4 separate regions of the Mus musculus genome follow, and regions 2, 3 and 4 are each linked to region 1. Evidence: chromatin contacts called from public promoter capture Hi-C data. All regions are on one chromosome and are shown on one strand. The core of a region is the stretch at or near the end of the contact, and the rest is flanking DNA. Distances in the headings are between cores, read along the strand shown.

Region 1 (4,054 bases), core at 844-3,343:
ACTCACAAGACCCCTTCCACAAGTTGTATGAACAGTAACAATTGCTCAGGGTAGGAAACTGGCCAACCAAGCTGCTTGCAAGTTGTGCAGGGAATTCCAGGAATTTCTATGCCACCCATACTCCTGTAAGTAACTCTAATATTCACTGGTTCAGTAAGGTAGACTTGTGTAGAATGAAAGATTTGGTTTGCCATCCATGCCTTATCTGGGGGTGAATGGACATTTGTTCCTGTATACCCAGGAAAAGTCACATAATAACTATATTCTGATTATTTGTACCTCTTACCAGTAAATTCAAATTATACTCTCTCCTAGGAATTGGTTTGTACCAACATATTCCAATATAAATGTGCTTTGTGAGTTGCTACATAGGCATCCAAATTCCATGAATTTTGTTTGTTAGTTAGTTTGGTTGGTTGGTTTTGGAGACAAGGTTTCTCTGTATAGTCCTGGTTGACTAAAAATCTCTCTGTAAACCAGGCTAGCCTTGAATCCACAGAGATTCACCTGCCTCTGCCTTCTGAGTGTTGCTTTTAAAGGTGTGTACCACCATCACCTGACATAAATTACATGACTATTTTAAAGAAACAAATTATTTCAGATTACTAATGGTGAGCTGAGTGACTATCAAGACATGACCAATAGATGGACCTCCACTTCAAATTGAGTTCTGAGTCTAGTTTGGCCTGTTCCTAACTGCATGGTTCTGCCAGCCTTCACCTTCTAAATTCTGGGATTAAAAGTATGCGGCCACTACAGCTGGCTCAGTTAAAGTCTGAAAATCATTTGCAAAGATGGTACAGCTGCTGAAGGGTCCAATTAATTCAGGAATCCATTCTACTTGATGAAGAAATCAGGAGAGGTGGCTACTACGGGGAAATGGATCCACAGCCAGCACACTGGATTCAGCTGCCAGATCTCCCTTTTCATCTTGCTCTGTCTGCAAGCTTCTGCAAAACCAACCTCAGCTCAGCATGGTGCTTCACTGGCAATCCCAGCATTTGGGAGCTGTTGTGTTCCTCATAGCAAGTCCCTGGCCCCAAGGGAAAAAAAAACCTCCAAGAATTGCTCCCCTCCTCTGTGTCTCAGGAAGTTCATGGTGCAATGAGCCTACAATTCTGGCGAGCCACAATGATATTTCTGGCTAATTCCTATTCTTGTTTGTTTGTTTGTTTGTTTCGAGACAGGGTTTCCCTGTGTAGCCCTGGCTGTCCTGGTACTCACTCTGTAGAGCAGGCTGGCTTCGAACTCAGAAATCTGCCTGCCTCTGCCTCCTGAGTGCTGGGATTAAAGGCGTGTTCCACGATGCCCGGTGATAATTCCTATTCTTTTTTTTTTTAAGATTTATTTATTTATTATATGTAAGTACACTGTAGCTGTCTTCAGACACACCAGAAGAGGGAATCAGATCTTGTTACAGATGGTTGTGAGCCACCATGTGGTTGCTGGGATTTGAACTAAGGACCTTTGGAAGAGCAGTCGGGTGCTCTTACCTGCTGAGCCATCTCACCAGCCCCGATAATTCCTATTCTTATTGAAACTGTTGTGACAACTGGCGGGAATGCAAAGTAGGGCCTGGTCATCCTCAGCTGTCCATCTTCTCTGGAGATGTGACCTCTCTCAGATGGCTGTCAGATTTACTTCTGTAACTCAGACCCTGGCACTCTGTACAAGACACACAGCAGCACCAACGATTAAGAGCCTTACAACCGTGAAGTTACTTACAATGCGACTGTGATTCTTCACTTGCAGCAGAGATGGCGATTGTGAGTAGTTCATGGGCTATGGAAGAATGCAAAGCAGGAGCCTAGCATACAAGACTCTAGAACAGTAGTCCACTATTGTAGGTTTTACTTATTTATGTCTGCGCGTAAAATATAGATAAAACTGTAAATGACACATCACCAAAATGGGCCTAAGTTCTTTCCAGAAAACTCTGCTGGTCCCCTCCCCGGTGGCTGGAGGTTCATCTCAGTCAAGCCCCATGGAACCACAGCCTTGAGACTAGCCAGGTAAGGGCGGGGCTCTAGTCTAAGGGGCGGAGTCCGACGGTCGAGTCACGCCGCGCGCAAAGGGCGGGGCTTTAGCGCGCCGATCACGTGAGCCTCTGTTGACACTTCCGGGTGGGACGAGAGCGAGGCTCCGGACCGATTCGGCTGCTGGGGCGCAGGCATGGCATACCACGGCCTTACTGTGCCTTTGATCGTGATGAGCGTGTTCTGGGGCTTCGTGGGCCTCCTCGTGCCCTGGTTTATCCCCAAGGGTCCTAACCGGGGGTAAGTGCGCCAGGTCCAAGGTGGTGGGAGCGGAGGACCCCGGTGGGAGGATCACGGAGAGAAGGATCGTACGTGGAGGACTACGGCGGGAGGATGAGGCGGGGTGGACCACAGAGGGGAGGACCGCATGCGCTCCTCAGAGCCTGTCAACGTCCCCGGCTGGAGGGTGAGGTCACCTTTGGCGGCCCCTCCCGGAAGTGAATTTTAGGGAGTGCTTTTTGTCTTGATGGACTAAAAGTGTGCACTTCGACTGAAGAGAAATTAGGGCGCCTCCCAAGCCACTGTCGCTGCTTTGGTTCTGTCTTTGATGCACGGGAGGCTTTTTGCCTAAACCTCAAAGAAAGGGATCTGAGAACAGAAATCTCCCTCTCGCCCCCTTGCTGTCGCAGTTTCGGACTCAGACAAGCTTGATGCAGAGCGTTAAGTTCAGCCTTTGCAGCTAGTGGGCCCAACCCAAGCCAGGGTGAGCCTGATCTAAACGAGGTTAAATCACCCAGAGCTGAAGGCATTGTGTAGAAACCTCTGCGTCATACCTTCCAGGGCGCTCCTGCCCTTACTTGTAAACAGTATTTACAGTGGTTGGCCAAGATTTTCATTCCCCCATCTAAGGTTTGCAGAATACCGTTTTCTCTGTTTGGAGATAAACTTCTGTATTGCAGTGTAAAAACAAACCTTTTCAGAGGAGCCTAGGGCACCCTCTTTCTAGTTCCTCTTTTGAATTAAGTAATTTTTTCCCTCTCACTCAAGATCATGTGGAGGTGACACTTGATCTTAAGTAGTAGTGTGTCAGAAACGTCTCTTGCTTTAATGGTTAGACACTGAATGGTGGGTACATAGTGTTTAGCTCCACAACACTTTGTAGAGTAGACAATGTTTACTGAGTGGGCCATTTTGATTAGAGAAAGTTTTACTGTGGGTTTCTTTGTTTTGGGGGGGCTTTGGGGGGTTTGTTTGTTTGTTTGGGGGGGGGGTCAAGATAAGGTTTCTCTGTGTAGCCCTGGCCATCCTGGAACTCACTGTGTAGACCAGGCTAGCTCAAACTCAGAAATCCACCTGCCTCTGCCTCCCAAGTGCTGGGATTAAAGGTGTGCGCCACCACGCCCAGCTGAAGTTTTACTGTTTTGTGATATTGGCTTCTATTACTGTCTGGAATACACTGACTTTTAACAGTGTTTTTTCTATTAGCCTAAGAAAGCACTTTTAAAGATGTATGTATTATTTTATGTATATAAGTGTATAGCTGCATGTATGTAAGGGCATCATGCGTGCAATGTCCACAGAGGCATTTGGATCCCTTGGAATTGGAGTTACAGATGGTCATTAGCTGTCACGTGGGTGCTGGGACTTGAATCTAGGTCTTCTGGAAGAGCAAGTGTACTTAACCAAAGAGCCATCTCTCCAGGTCGCAATTAAATGGCTTTTGAAAGGGAAATGATAGGTGAATATCTGTCCTTTGCAAGCATCAGGGAGGCTCCACTTCTCAGTAACAGTCCTACAGCGTCATCTGCGGTTTACAGCAGCTGATGTGGTATCTGGGCTCTGCAGTTATCAAAGTAATTTGTAGTAACTGAGTACTGAGTCCATTTAGACACTTTTTTTTTCCTCTTGGAGTTAGACAACAAAATGTCTCTGTTGTGTTTAAACCAACCCTGTTCCGTTCCACCACTGTCTGTCTTTCTGGCCTTCATCCCAGAATAGCTTTCATTAACGTGCCTAGTTTGGGCCACTCCTTTCTTAAAACTCTGTTCTCCCCATCCTGGCATCAGGTGCCCCTCCTG
Region 2 (4,054 bases), core at 1,151-3,650, 1.5 Mb after region 1:
GAATGTTTGGATTTTGTATTGTCTTTTTTATATTATTAAAATACTAAATGAAACTCCGAGGTCTAGCAAGCATCCTTTCCTCTACCTCAAAGGCTTGTCCTATAGCTGGGGGCCCGGGGGGGGGATCTTAAACACTCAAAGGTCTCTTCTTCTCACTGCCGGACAGGCCTGGCTCCCCCCTCCCACAGCTCAGCTTATTCCTAATGATTTTAATATCTGGAAATTCATGTCTCTGTCTACGTTTAAAAGCAACGTTGGAGACTTCCCCTCGCTGAGCATGACAGCTTAGGTCTTTAATCCCAGTATTAAAGAAGCAGAAGCAGGAGTTTCCAGACCTGCGAGGGAGGCAGAACCAGCACCAAGGTCACCGCACCCCAGCAATGGAGAGCTGTCATCCGACATCCCCCCCTCTGATCTTTACTCGTAGCTCAGCAGCAGAGCGCCATGCCTAGCATGCCCGGGCCCTTGCATCTCATTCCTGGTACCAAGAGAATAAAATTCTACTCCACAACAGCTTCCTCACCAATCTTTCGGACCTGGAATGTTTTAGAACCGTTGCTTTGGCTGGGTATAGTGACTCACGCCTTTGATCCTAGCACTTGGGGAGGGAGAGGCAGGCAGATGTGTGAGTTTGAGGCCAGCCTGGTCTACCTAGACTAAGATGCAGGCCAGCCAAGGCCACGTGGTGGGATGACAACTTTTATCTCTTCCTTCAGACAAATGGTTTCTGTGTAATGGAGAGGAAACGAACCGAATACCATCTGCAAGGAAGAGCTATCTGCCCATATGGTAAAGGGTGGTGGCGCTGAGCAGACATCCAGGTCACTCGGAATTCTAGTATTTTCAACTCACCAGAAAACTAAAAGTGATCCTGAACTTTTTCATTGAGTATGTGTGTGCATTTGTGAGTGTATATAAGCAAGCACTGTCTGTGTGTGTGTGTGTGTAAGCATGCTACCATGTGTCTTTGGAGTTCAGAGGACAACTGGGGGAAACAGGTTCTCTTTTCCCACCATATGGGTTCCAAGGATCAAACTCTTGCCAGCCCTGATGGTGAACTCTTGACCCTCCTGGTTTCACCTCCCCAGTGCAGGGGATTACAGTTGTACACCACCGTGTCTGGCTTTCTTGCTGTATTTCTAACCAATAATCCGTGCTATAAAACCCTGGAAAGATCCCATGTGTGTCGTGCTAGGATGGCAGAGCTGGCTCTAACTGGGTATATACTAGGGCACCAGGTGGAAATTCCAGTACCACACTGGGACCTCGGGGTTAACATGCCCGTGCCAAGGCTCCTCCCCCTTCATCTTCTTATTTTTAATTGGAAGCTTATTTTCTCTCAATTTCTGAAAATATCCTGAACCACAATTCCTCCCTGCTTGGAAGAGAGATAATAAAAAGAACTTTTAAAGTTAGGTGTCAGGTGTAAAGATGAGGCAGGAGGATCACAAGTTCAAGGCCACCTTGGGATCCACAGTTTGAGTCCAAAAAAAGGACAAAACTATGGAAAAACAGAGAAGAAAGGGGGCACTTGGTTTTGTTCCTCACACTGCTACCCTATCAAGGGGACCTGTTGGTTTTGGGGAGCTGATGGAGGAATGAATGAACGCCCAAGAACCTGAGAAGACTCTCGGGGCGTTGTCCCTCAGGGGTCGACCATCAGAGTGTCATTTCTCAGGGAAGGCAGTAGAAGGAAGCAAGTGTTGTCAGGGAACCTTCCTTCAGAGAGAATCATCCCTCAGGAAGATGAGTCGAGCAGAGGGGAACGTCAGGGCCCTTCCTCAGGGGACAGGATGGGTGCACCATCCCTCATAAACACTCACGTTCCCCAGGGCATATGGGAAAAGCCAGTACTGCAGGGAGAATTGTCCCGCAGGAAGGACTGTCAGGGCTCCATCCTTCATAATGCTGTCCCCCCACCCCCACCCCTCGGGCATCTTCCCACAAAGTGCAGGAAGGATTGTCCCTCGGGGTGCAGTCCATGCAGAAGGACCATCTCTCACGGAGACTGTCCACAGGGAGGACCGTCCCTAAGTCCCTCAGGGTGCTGAGCCCCAGTTCACCTTCTGACAGAGCGGGAGAGAAGCGTCCCTTAGGGTGAAGTCCCAGGGGGAGGACCATCCAGCAGAGATGACTGTCGGGACGCCATCCCTTGGGGCGCCGTTGCACAGGGCGCTGGGAGGACTGTCCCTCGGAGTCCCATCCCCTCCAGGCGTCTGGTCACCGTCCTCTGCAGGAACCACCTAGAGATACCTGCAATGGCTTCCTCCCGAGCAGCCCACCGCCGCTCGATTTTTTCCCCCGTTGCTATGGCGACCGCGGCTTCCACCCGGCGTCGTGACGTCATCACGCCCTCCCCGGGCGCCCGGGCTGGCGAGGCCGCGTCACCCGGCGGCCAGCGGAGAGAAGAGCGAGGCGGAGCTCCGAGGCTCGCCTGAGGAGACTCGGCGGCCTGGGCTCCGGGGCCCGGGAACCGGGATAAGCAGGCCGGCCGCCGCGGCGGAGGGGGGCGGGCTGGAGCGTGGCCCCGCGCTGGTCATCCGGGTTCCGGGGCCCGGCGGAGGCCGCGCCGGGAGCGAGAGGGAAGTGCGGCCGCCCTGGAACCTGGATATCGCGCGAGGCAAGCCGCGCGCGGGCGGGCTATGGCGCAGGCGGGTTGCGGGGCCGGCGCTGGTGGCAGGGCCCGGTGCATGGTGGTCTGTCGGCGGAGTCGCCCTCGGGGGCTGTCAGGTTGGTGGCCGCGGGAAGAGTGGGTCCACCGTGCCCCGAGGCGGGAGGCTGGGCGAACGCGGGGCCCCGGGAAGGTCCGGAGCCCGTCGTGCCCACCCTCCTCGGTCCCTGGCCTGGCGGCTGGGCCTCCCTGGACGGCGGCCTGGCCCCACCCCCACCCAGGGTCCCTGCCCCTCCATCCCGCCCTGAGACTCCTCCCCCAGGACTCCCAAACCCCGCCCTCCTCCTCCTCCTTGACCCCATACACACACTCCTGACCCCCAGACCTCACAAGGCGACCCCCAATTCATTGAGTGCTAACCCCAGCCCTGCTTCTGGACCCTCCAGTCTCAGTGCTGATACAATCATTACATGGCTTCCAAGAGGCCCGTAGTCCCTAGTGACCCCCTAGACTACCCTCTGTGGGCACCCCTTAGTCCTCTCCTGGCTTCTGCAAACCAGACTCGGGCTGTTTCCCACCCACTCATCCACATAACTCGTGATCTTCGCCCCGTAACACCATGATCATCTCACCCTCCTGACATCCCTCTTTAACCCCCCCCCCCGCCCCCAGCCTCCAGTGTCAATCAGCACATACATAACTTATGCCCACTGCCATGCCACCGTTGTGGTGATCAAGAGTAAATGGAAATGAAGTATCATTTGAGGCAGGAAAGGATTCTAGATTGAGTGTGTGGTTCAAGTTCAAATTCTATCATGTTGAGCTTTGGAAACCTTGGTGGAGGTCCTTTCCTTACGGTGGACTTGAGTTTCTGATCAGAACTGTGATGAGATTGAGTTTGGTGATTCCCCAATGTTTCTTTCTATTAAAATTCTGCAATTCTTAGTCAAGACAAAAATAGCGAACTTTTTTCTACGCTGCCTCAGAAATGTAGTCCTTGTAACCTCACCCTCCCACCCCCACTCCCAACCTGGGTCTACTGGCTTTACCGAACAGTATTTCTTCATTCCTGTGATTGTCTACACTCTGCCCCCTCAATTGGACTCTATCAGTTTGTAAAGCCGTGCAGCACAGAGCTTCCCACTGAGTTGACATCATGAGCTTGGCCCTTCAGCTGGGGAACTTTTGGCAAAGCATTTAAAGCCTGAGGTAACAGGTGCAGAACATTCAGGACCCTTCTGCCTCACAGGAAACCTTTACCTTTATGGTAGAACAGTTGTTTTTAGTGAAGGTCTAACTACTGGGTGCTGGAGATGCCACAGACACCAAGCATATGGCCCACGCCAGTCACTACTGCTGCCATCTTGGAATCCCTGTCCCCATCTCTGATGAGTGCCTTACCTCTCACTTGGACCTTTTTCACAGCCCCTTAGTAATGATCCC
Region 3 (4,054 bases), core at 481-2,980, 1.4 Mb after region 1:
AAAATTAAAAATGGAGGAAGTCTCTGGGTTTTACGTTTCAACAAATTGAAAATATTTCATGGTGAGAAAATTGACTGGACTTTGATAGAAAATCTAGAGTCCTTGGCTGGGTTATAAAAGCATAAACTACAGGCTGGACAGATGGCCAAGTGGTTAAGCCACTTGCTGCCCTTTCCTAAGAGCTGGGTTACCCTTGGCTCACAAGCATCTGTAACTCCAGTTTCAGGGCGCCCGACATCTCTTCTGGCCCTGAACACACACGGTGCACAGACATACCTGTAGACAAAACACCCACTCACACAAAGAAAAATAAACCTTTTTATAAAAACAAAGGTGACCGGACCCTGCTCTTCCCAGCATCTGTGCAGTCCTTCATTATCCCAGCCGAAATGGCTGGCATGACACAATCAGATCCGTAAACAAATCCGAGGTGAAAGGAAACCTTCAAAGCTACAGCCACTCCTCAAGAAACTCTCCAACTGCAAGAAGCAGCCAGTTCCGCCCAGAGCACTCCGGAACAAGGAGGGCTTAAAGAGTAGAGATTTAAGTGTGGCTACAATTCTTAAAAATTCAGATTGCCCCCCTAAAAAAAGAAAACTGCAACACAACAAAGCCAACGTGTTATACACAGTTCCAAATTTTTACAAAAGGAATTTGATTGTATACTCAGGAGTCACTGTACCTATGGATGCAACAGCCATTGTAAGAACTGTTTCCAAACCAGCAGCACCAGCACGCCCTGACCTTGAACCCCACAGGCCAGGTTCCTATTTGGATACACAACCCCAGCCCGAACCCAACCCACCCCACCCCACCCCTCCGGGTACACCTGGATCTTGTCTCAAGTCACAGCGTTAAGCAGCAGCGACCCCGCGTGGCCACAGAGGAGAGACTAACTGTCCAGCGTCACAGGAAATCCATGGCAACGCTTGTGCGGGAGCATTTGAAACGAGGGGGAGGGAGGTCCGGACCTGCAGTCCCCGCACTTGGGGGACCCTGCCTCAAGCAGATACCTAGCCTGTGCGAGCTCGGGGTCCCGCCGAGGTGGCCCTTTCCCGGGGATGGCGGAAGCGGTGCCCCACGCGTGACCGAGGGGAGCTTCGCTCGGGCGGAGGGCTGGGGACACCGGGAGGTCGGGCCAGTCCGCAGTCCTCCGTGGCCCACGGGACCTCGTGGCGCCGTCTTTACCCCGCGCCCCTGCGCGGACCCTGGGGTGAGGGCGGCCGTGCTCGGGCGACGGTTGAACCTACACGATCGGTGCCCCTGGGCGCTGCTCGCGCTCTCCCGGGTGTTTCCCCCGCGGGATTCACGGGAGGCGCTCTCTGCCGCGCCGGGCTCCTTCCGGGCCGCCCTCTCTTTCACGTCTGGCATCCTGGTGATGGTGGTGGTGGTGGTATCTGTGTGGTGACAAATGTTGGGGGCTCGTCAGGGCCAGGGGGGACCAGAGCTGGCGCAGGAAGAAACTGAGGCCGCAGCCCCGACGGACGCCCCTCCCCTTACCCCTCTCCATCCCTCACCACCCCTTGTCTCTCCCTCTCAGTATGCCTCTTCCCCTCACCTCCTCTTCCCCTCTCCCTTCCCCTCTTTCATCCCTTCCCCTCCGTGGCTCACCTCCGCCCTCCCCCTCCACTTTCTCCCTCCCCTTCCCTCTCTCCACTCAGCTCACTTCCTTCTCTGCCGGCCCGCCCGCTCTGGCTGGCTGGGCGGCACGGGGTGCGGGTGGGCTAAACCACTTGGGGGGATGAGGCAGGGGCGGCGTGGCTGGGTGGAGCCACTGAGCCCCACGTCGATGCTGTCACACACTCCACATCCCCACCCTGCGAACTGAGCAGGAGTGGGAACGCCCGGTGTTGCCAAACAAACAGCTTAGGTGTCCTGGCAACGAGGCGCGAGGCGCGTGGCAGCCCTCCCCACCAGCATCGCGACCCGCCACCGACCATCTGCCGCCACCTTGGGTGAGACCGAGACTGGGGCAGGACGGTCATCCCTATTGATTCCAAGTGTCAGGATCTGGGGCTTAGGGGTAGCCTGCAGAGCATGCACAGGGGTGCTAGCCTCGAACTGCTGACCCTACAGCCTCTGCCTGAGTGCTGGGGTCACCCGTGTGAGCCACCACCAAGGGTTCATGTAGTGCTGGGCATGGAAGGGACCTCATAGGCTGAGCTCCATTTCCAGATTCTTAAAAAAAATGGAGGGTGAGGCCTGGAGAGATGGCTCAGCTGTTAGGACCACTGGCTTTCTTCCAGAGGACCAGGGTTCGATTCCCAGCACCAACATGATGGATCTCGGCCATCTGCCACTCCAGTTCCTCGGGATCATACTTCCTATATTTACATATATTTACATACACGCAGGCAAAATACCCATACATATAAAATTGTCTTGTTTTACATATAACATTCTCTTGTGTTTTTTGCTTTTTTCCCAAGACAAAGAAAGTTTCTCTATGCTGCCCCAGCAGTCAGGGAACTCTTCTGTAGACCAGGCTGGCCTCAAACTCAGATCTTCCTGCCTCTGCAGGGATTAAAGTCTTTTAAATACCCACGCCTTGGGTTTGGGGAGAGAACATGGAGAGGGTGTTTTTCCCTCATATTCTTTCTGGCCTCTTAATTACTCTGACTTGAAGTCATCATAAAACCTATGCAAATGCATCCCATCCATGCAGTACCCCAGGCGTTCAGAAGAGGGCGTGCGATCCCCCGGAAATGGCTGTACCGCCTGATGCCGCTGCTTTGCTTGCCAATCCCTGACTTTGGAAAACCTGAAAGTAACGGTGCAGGCCTGTCACCCTAGCTACTGGGGAGACTGAGGCAAGAGGACAGACTGGCCAAGGCCTGCTTGGACTACACAGTTCCAGGACAGACGAAGCAACTAAAGTTTAAAGACAAAACAAAGCCAGATAATGGGTGCAACTTAGTAACAAAATGCCGGCCATGTTTGAGGGCCCAGGTTCAGTTCCAATACTGCAAGGTAGGATTTACTGAAAAGAATTTAAGGTTGTAGCTTGGTTGGTATCCCTGGGTTCAATTCTCACCGACCACCTAAACTATCTCCAGCACATACTAAGCTTCCTTCCTCCCTCCCCATTGTGCTTCTTGGAATTTCGGGGTGTGCTTCTTGGAATTTCCCTCCAGGTGGTCAACGGGGACGTGAACAGAAGCTACGCAGTGATGTCACAGCTTCCTGTCACATGAAAACTCGGAGTCTGGAAAGATGGCACCCAAGTGGCGGCCTAGAAATACCTGGTGCCCTCTTGTGGGGCCCCTAAGGGTGTGTGTGTGTGTGTGTGTGTGTGTGTGTGTGTGTGTATGTACACACACATACACATACATGCAGGGAAAACATTTTTTTTTATGACATGTTTTCTCTGTGTAGCCCCAGCTATCCTGGAACTCCCTCTGTAGACCAGGCTGGCCTCAAACTCCCAGAGATCTGCCTGCCTCTGCCTCCATGCGTACTGGGATTAAAAGCTTTCGCCACCACTGCCTGGCCTATTTGGGACTATTAATGTCAAGGAGAGAAAAAAAATTGAGCTTGTTTTTAAATAGTAGCCCTCCCGATAAAAGAATCAGTGCTATAGAGCTCTTCCCAGATGTCTGAATTCCCCTAGGAATCTATCTGTACTCGTAAAATAGCCGCTCTCTATATAACATCTGTGGGTCAGCCAAATGCACTAATGGGCCAAGGATCCAGCTTCCAATCCTGACCTCCTGAGTTCAATCCCCAAGACTCCCATAATTCCAGGAGAGACCTGCCACACACGAGCTGGCCTCAGGCTCCACACCTGTGCCACACCATGTACACACACACACACACACACACACACACGTGCGCGCGCACACGCACGCACACACATACACACAGTGTAATTAAAACTTTTAAAATCTGACTTCTCTTGGAGGGTTGTAGGGAGATAATCAGAGCAGGCATCTATGGTGGGGGTGGGGCTGAAGCAAGAAGAGGGGAGCGTGGAGGTGGCCGAGGAGGGAACCGAGGAAGGCTAAGGGAAGCGTTTTCCCAGAGCCAGGCAAGGTGCAGACGTCCAGGATCCTTA
Region 4 (4,054 bases), core at 401-2,900, 1.1 Mb after region 1:
AACAGAACTCACAAGTACTTGTTTAACTCTAAAAGGCTGTGCCTCAATGCCTCCCAGTTTACCAGACACTAAAATATCAGCCCCATTCTTGTCATTTTTTTTTTAAGACCAATAGTGAAAACACTTCACCTCTGGTTCTCATCACAGATAAGCATCTTTGGAGTGGGGTGGGGGAGCACTAGGCAGGAGTAGGATAAAAATCTAAGCTTACAACCTCTTTTCAGACATTGCTCGAGGCACTGGGTGGACATGGAAATAATGGGAGTTTGTTCAAGGGATGCCAAGAGAAACAAGATTCCACACGTCAGGGCACTGAACGCTCAACACGGGGCAAAGGGCATGCACCCCCTTGCTTTTTGCTCAAATCCCGATTAGTTGCTTCACCTGAGAGCCTTTCAAAGGCCGTCTAATGGTCTCCAGTCTAATGGTTAAATTCCCGAGTGAACTTAACAATCCCTACTTGGAGACCAAGAGAAAGTATTCTTGCTTATCAAAAACAGCAAGTGCTGCTCTAAGAACCAAGACACACGTCGGTGCCTGGAGACAGCTCCACTTCAGCCTGTACAACCCAACTACAAGCCAGAACCCCTGGCCCCCAACCTATACATTTCTCAGTTTTCTGTCAACTAAGCCCATCCAATCAGTAAGCTCGTCAAAGTTCCCAAGGCCAAGCCTCTGCCCAGCACGCCAGTGTCTTCACAAAGTTCCTGCCTCCAAGATCAGCTTCCCTCCACTTTCTGAAGACTTTTCCCAGTCCTCGTCGCAGGCCTGGCGCTCCGGCGCCTCCATTAGATGTCACTTCTCCCTGGCACAACTCTTCCTTTCTCACCATACTCAGTTGATTATAATTTGTGTTCCCTCCGCCGCAAAAGTCGTTTTCGCCCTTATCTCCTCAAAGAGACACAAGATCTATTCTCAGCTCCGAGACCTCTCCCGCGCCCAGAGTTCGACCTCAGCACCTAACACACTCCCTCGAGTTTCCACACCGTTCTGTCATCCTCAGCTCCTACACTTCGCACCTATTTAAAAGGAAAACACTTCGCAACTCTCGTTTCCTGTGCTTTCTACTCCCAGAACACACGCTTTTCGCCCCAGATCGACTCCCCTGGCTTCCACCTCACCACTTCTCCCCTCTTCCCATGTTCTTCGGGCTCTGACTCCCTGCCACCTCCCGGCCTGGGCCCTGCCCTGCCCGGGAGTACTCCACGAGCGGGCTCCGGTGTTTTTGCCCTCGGGGCCGCGAGGCCGCTGCCAGCAGGATTGGCTCCGCGTGGGGCGGACTCACCAGTTGGTCATGTCCAGGAAGAAGGCGCAGCCGGCCGGGTTGAGCTGGAAGCCGAGTAGCCGCTGGAACTCGGAGATGAGCACGTCCTTGTCTGTGGTGCCCAGGCAGCTGAACTTCTGCATGAGCTCCGGATCCAAGTCCACGTCCATGCCCTCCATGGCGGGGGGCCCGGACGCACAGCTTCCACCGCCCCGACCTGCTTCTCCACGGGCGGCCGCCGCGCCCGGGCCCGAGCCCACGAAGGGCGGCCCGCTGCTGGCCGGCGCCGCGCGCACTGCTCCGAGACAGGCCCCAGGCCTCTCACCGCCTCATGGGCTGCGCGCGCCGCGCCGAGCCGCGCCGCACCGCACCGCTCGCTCCTCTCTCGCTGGCTCTGGGGCTCGCGCTCCCCCCCCTCCCACCCCCCCCAGCGCCCGCCTCCGCCGCCGCCGCTGCTGCCGCCGCGGTTCGCAGCACCGCCGCCTCCGCCTCCTCCCGGGCCGCGCCCAACGCGCACGCGCGGGGCCGCTCGGACCCCGCCCCTTCCTCTCCCGAAAGCCCGCCTTCAGTGACGTCATAACTCGGTGACGTCTCTCGCGTGACCTCACCGCGACAGAGCGGAGGGGGCAGGAAACGGGAAGCCGGAAAGAGCGGATACTGGGCGGGTCTCTGTCCTCGCCTGAGTCCCCACACTGCGTGGGAGGAGTCACGAGTCTGAGAGGTGCTTCGGAGACGAGCGACCCCACCCATGCTCAGGCTGGGAACCCGAAGTCGCCACAGGAACAGAGGCTGGGACTGGGGCAAAGGGCAAAGGGCAGCACAGAGCGGACTCTTGCTGCTCCGCTCTCAGGGGACTTAGTATTCAAACAGACATTTTCCCAAGGTCGCGGCGGTGCACGCTTAGTCTCTGGATTCTGACCTGAGTTTCTCATGACTGCCTATGTTACTATGCAACCTTAGCATTACGTTTCCAGAAAATAAAGGCAGCCTAATGCAAGCACCAGTTACAGGTCAGAGGAACCGATCCTCTGCAAAGAAAGGTCAATACCCTAGAATTTAGCAAATCTTGTTCTGTCTCTAAAATCCACGACCAAAAAAATGACTGTAGACAGTATCCAGTGTATCTACTAATGTGAGGCTCCATTTGAAGCTGAAGGATTAAGAAGCTCAGCTGTGGAGAGACTCATCTGCCCGTTCTGTCACCAAGTATTTTCTCAGTGTCACCTGTTAGATATGACTAGGTACAGGGATGGGGGTGGGTAAGAAACTGGGCAACTGGGGACTTGGCTTAAGCTGTTTCCCCGAAGGTATGAAGACCTGGGTTCCTGAGAGCAGAGATACTTCGCTCTTGCATATAAGGCCTGGCTGACAGCCAAGGGTGGCGGCACTGGGGAGGCAGGCAAATTTCTGTGTGTTTGATGCCAGCCAGAGATACTCTAGACCCTGCCTTTAAAAAATAAACCACCCCAGCACTCAAGAGGCAGAGGCGGGCTTTCTTCCTGGAGTTGCCTTTGATCTCATCCTCCTACCCCTACTTGCTGGGATAACTACTGTCACAACTACTTCTGAAAAGAGACTCAACTGAAGTCAGTGGGCCTGGGAGGAGGCTCAAAATCGCCTGGTGATTGTTATCATATCCAAATTTCAGAGCAGAACCTTGAGCAAATGCAGTTATTGCTGATAGTTTGCTCAACAGTTCAACCTGATTAAAGATTGACAAAATATGTTTACGGATGTGTTTGAATTGTGTCTATCTCATGAACAGCAGCTGTGAGATCATGAGGACCAGAGCTCAGGGTTATCAGTGTGACAGTTTGTGTATTCCTACCGTTGGCAGTGCTTCAGACACTCTCTTCTCCTTAGTCATGGTTTCTTAGGACATAAACTACCAGGTTAGCTTCATATCACATGCCTGTAATCCCCACATGAGGAGGCCGAGGATCAGGATGGAAGGCCACCCTTAACTGCTTAGTGAGGTCAAAGTGAGCCTTGGCTACAAAAAAGCCAAAAGACAGCCTCATATGGTGACACACCTGTGATCTCAGCACTTGGGAGGCAAAGGCTGGAGAATAAGGAATTGAGGCCAGCCTCCACCAGCCCTGGTGACTCGAGACTGTCTCAAACAAAACAAATCATAAGAGCCAGACAGGGTGGCTTCCATCAGTAATCCCAGACAGGGTAGATTCCGTCATCTGTAATCCCAGTACTGGGAATCGATATAGGGGACTGAGGTCGGGGCATTGCTATCTGTTCAAGGCCAATCTGGCTTCAGAATGAGTTTGAAGACAGTTTGAATAGCATAAGACTTTATCTCAATAAAGAAAGCAAAAGCTGAGCAAACTCAAGCTCCAGGATTAGAGAGAGACCCTGCCTCAGAGGAGTGGGAGGTGACATGAGAGAGAACGGCAGTCACCAGGTCTGGCCTCACACCCTGGCTAGATGTGGGCAGGGTTCAAGTGTGAACTGTTGAGGACACTTTTGGGAGCTGGTTTTCTCCTTCCACTGTGGAATCTGAGGCTCAGGCCTCGTACAGCAAATGCTTTTACACTGAGCCATCTCACTAGCCCAGGAAACTAATTTTTAAATGGGAAAGAGAGAAGATGTGAAAGGATAAATTAGGAACTATGAAGCAGGCCTCTTCCTAGGTGGTGAGGTTACAGGGCAGAGACATGTCCGCTTTTGATTTTAAGGTTGGGTCTCGGGCTGGAGAGAGAGATGGCTCAGTATGTAAGAGCACTGCCTTCTCTTCCAGAGGTCCCAGCAACCACATGGTGGCTCGCAACCATCTGC

Evidence for each region. Promoter capture Hi-C pulls out the DNA fragments that hold promoters and counts their contacts.
Region 2: a promoter capture Hi-C map of liver shows a contact between it and region 1, with 2.8 times the contacts expected there. The contact joins the promoter of Zfp523 here to the promoter of Atp6v0e in region 1. A contact is called at or near these places in 4 of 39 promoter capture datasets (hippocampal neurons, liver and pre-B cells) and 1 of 115 datasets of contacts at active chromatin or transcription factors (pancreatic cancer cells).
Region 3: a promoter capture Hi-C map of pre-B cells shows a contact between it and region 1, with 2.3 times the contacts expected there. The contact joins the promoter of Tcp11 here to the promoter of Atp6v0e in region 1. A contact is called at or near these places in 2 of 39 promoter capture datasets (liver and pre-B cells) and 1 of 9 other capture datasets (liver).
Region 4: a promoter capture Hi-C map of pre-B cells shows a contact between it and region 1, with 2.4 times the contacts expected there. The contact joins the promoter of Ilrun here to the promoter of Atp6v0e in region 1. A contact is called at or near these places in 2 of 39 promoter capture datasets (liver and pre-B cells).

The regions. Positions count from the first base shown.
Region 1 is chr17:26,674,303-26,678,356 of GRCm38.p6, forward strand. Atp6v0e (ATPase, H+ transporting, lysosomal V0 subunit E) reads left to right here and starts at 2,094. Exons shown (of 4, transcript NM_025272.2): 1 at 2,094-2,276. The coding sequence starts at 2,173.
Region 2 is chr17:28,174,796-28,178,849 of GRCm38.p6, forward strand. Zfp523 (zinc finger protein 523) reads left to right here and starts at 2,401. Exons shown (of 14, transcript NM_001357995.1): 1 at 2,401-2,730. Scube3 (signal peptide, CUB domain, EGF-like 3) reads left to right here. Exons shown (of 22, transcript NM_001004366.2): 22 at 1-50.
Region 3 is chr17:28,078,909-28,082,962 of GRCm38.p6, forward strand. It overlaps Tcp11 (t-complex protein 11), which reads right to left and starts at 1,731. Exons shown (of 10, transcript NM_001085555.1): 1 at 1,667-1,731; 2 at 1,251-1,397. The coding sequence starts at 1,371.
Region 4 is chr17:27,818,892-27,822,945 of GRCm38.p6, forward strand. Ilrun (inflammation and lipid regulator with UBA-like and NBR1-like domains) reads right to left here and starts at 1,651. Exons shown (of 5, transcript NM_001033279.3): 1 at 1,286-1,651. The coding sequence starts at 1,443.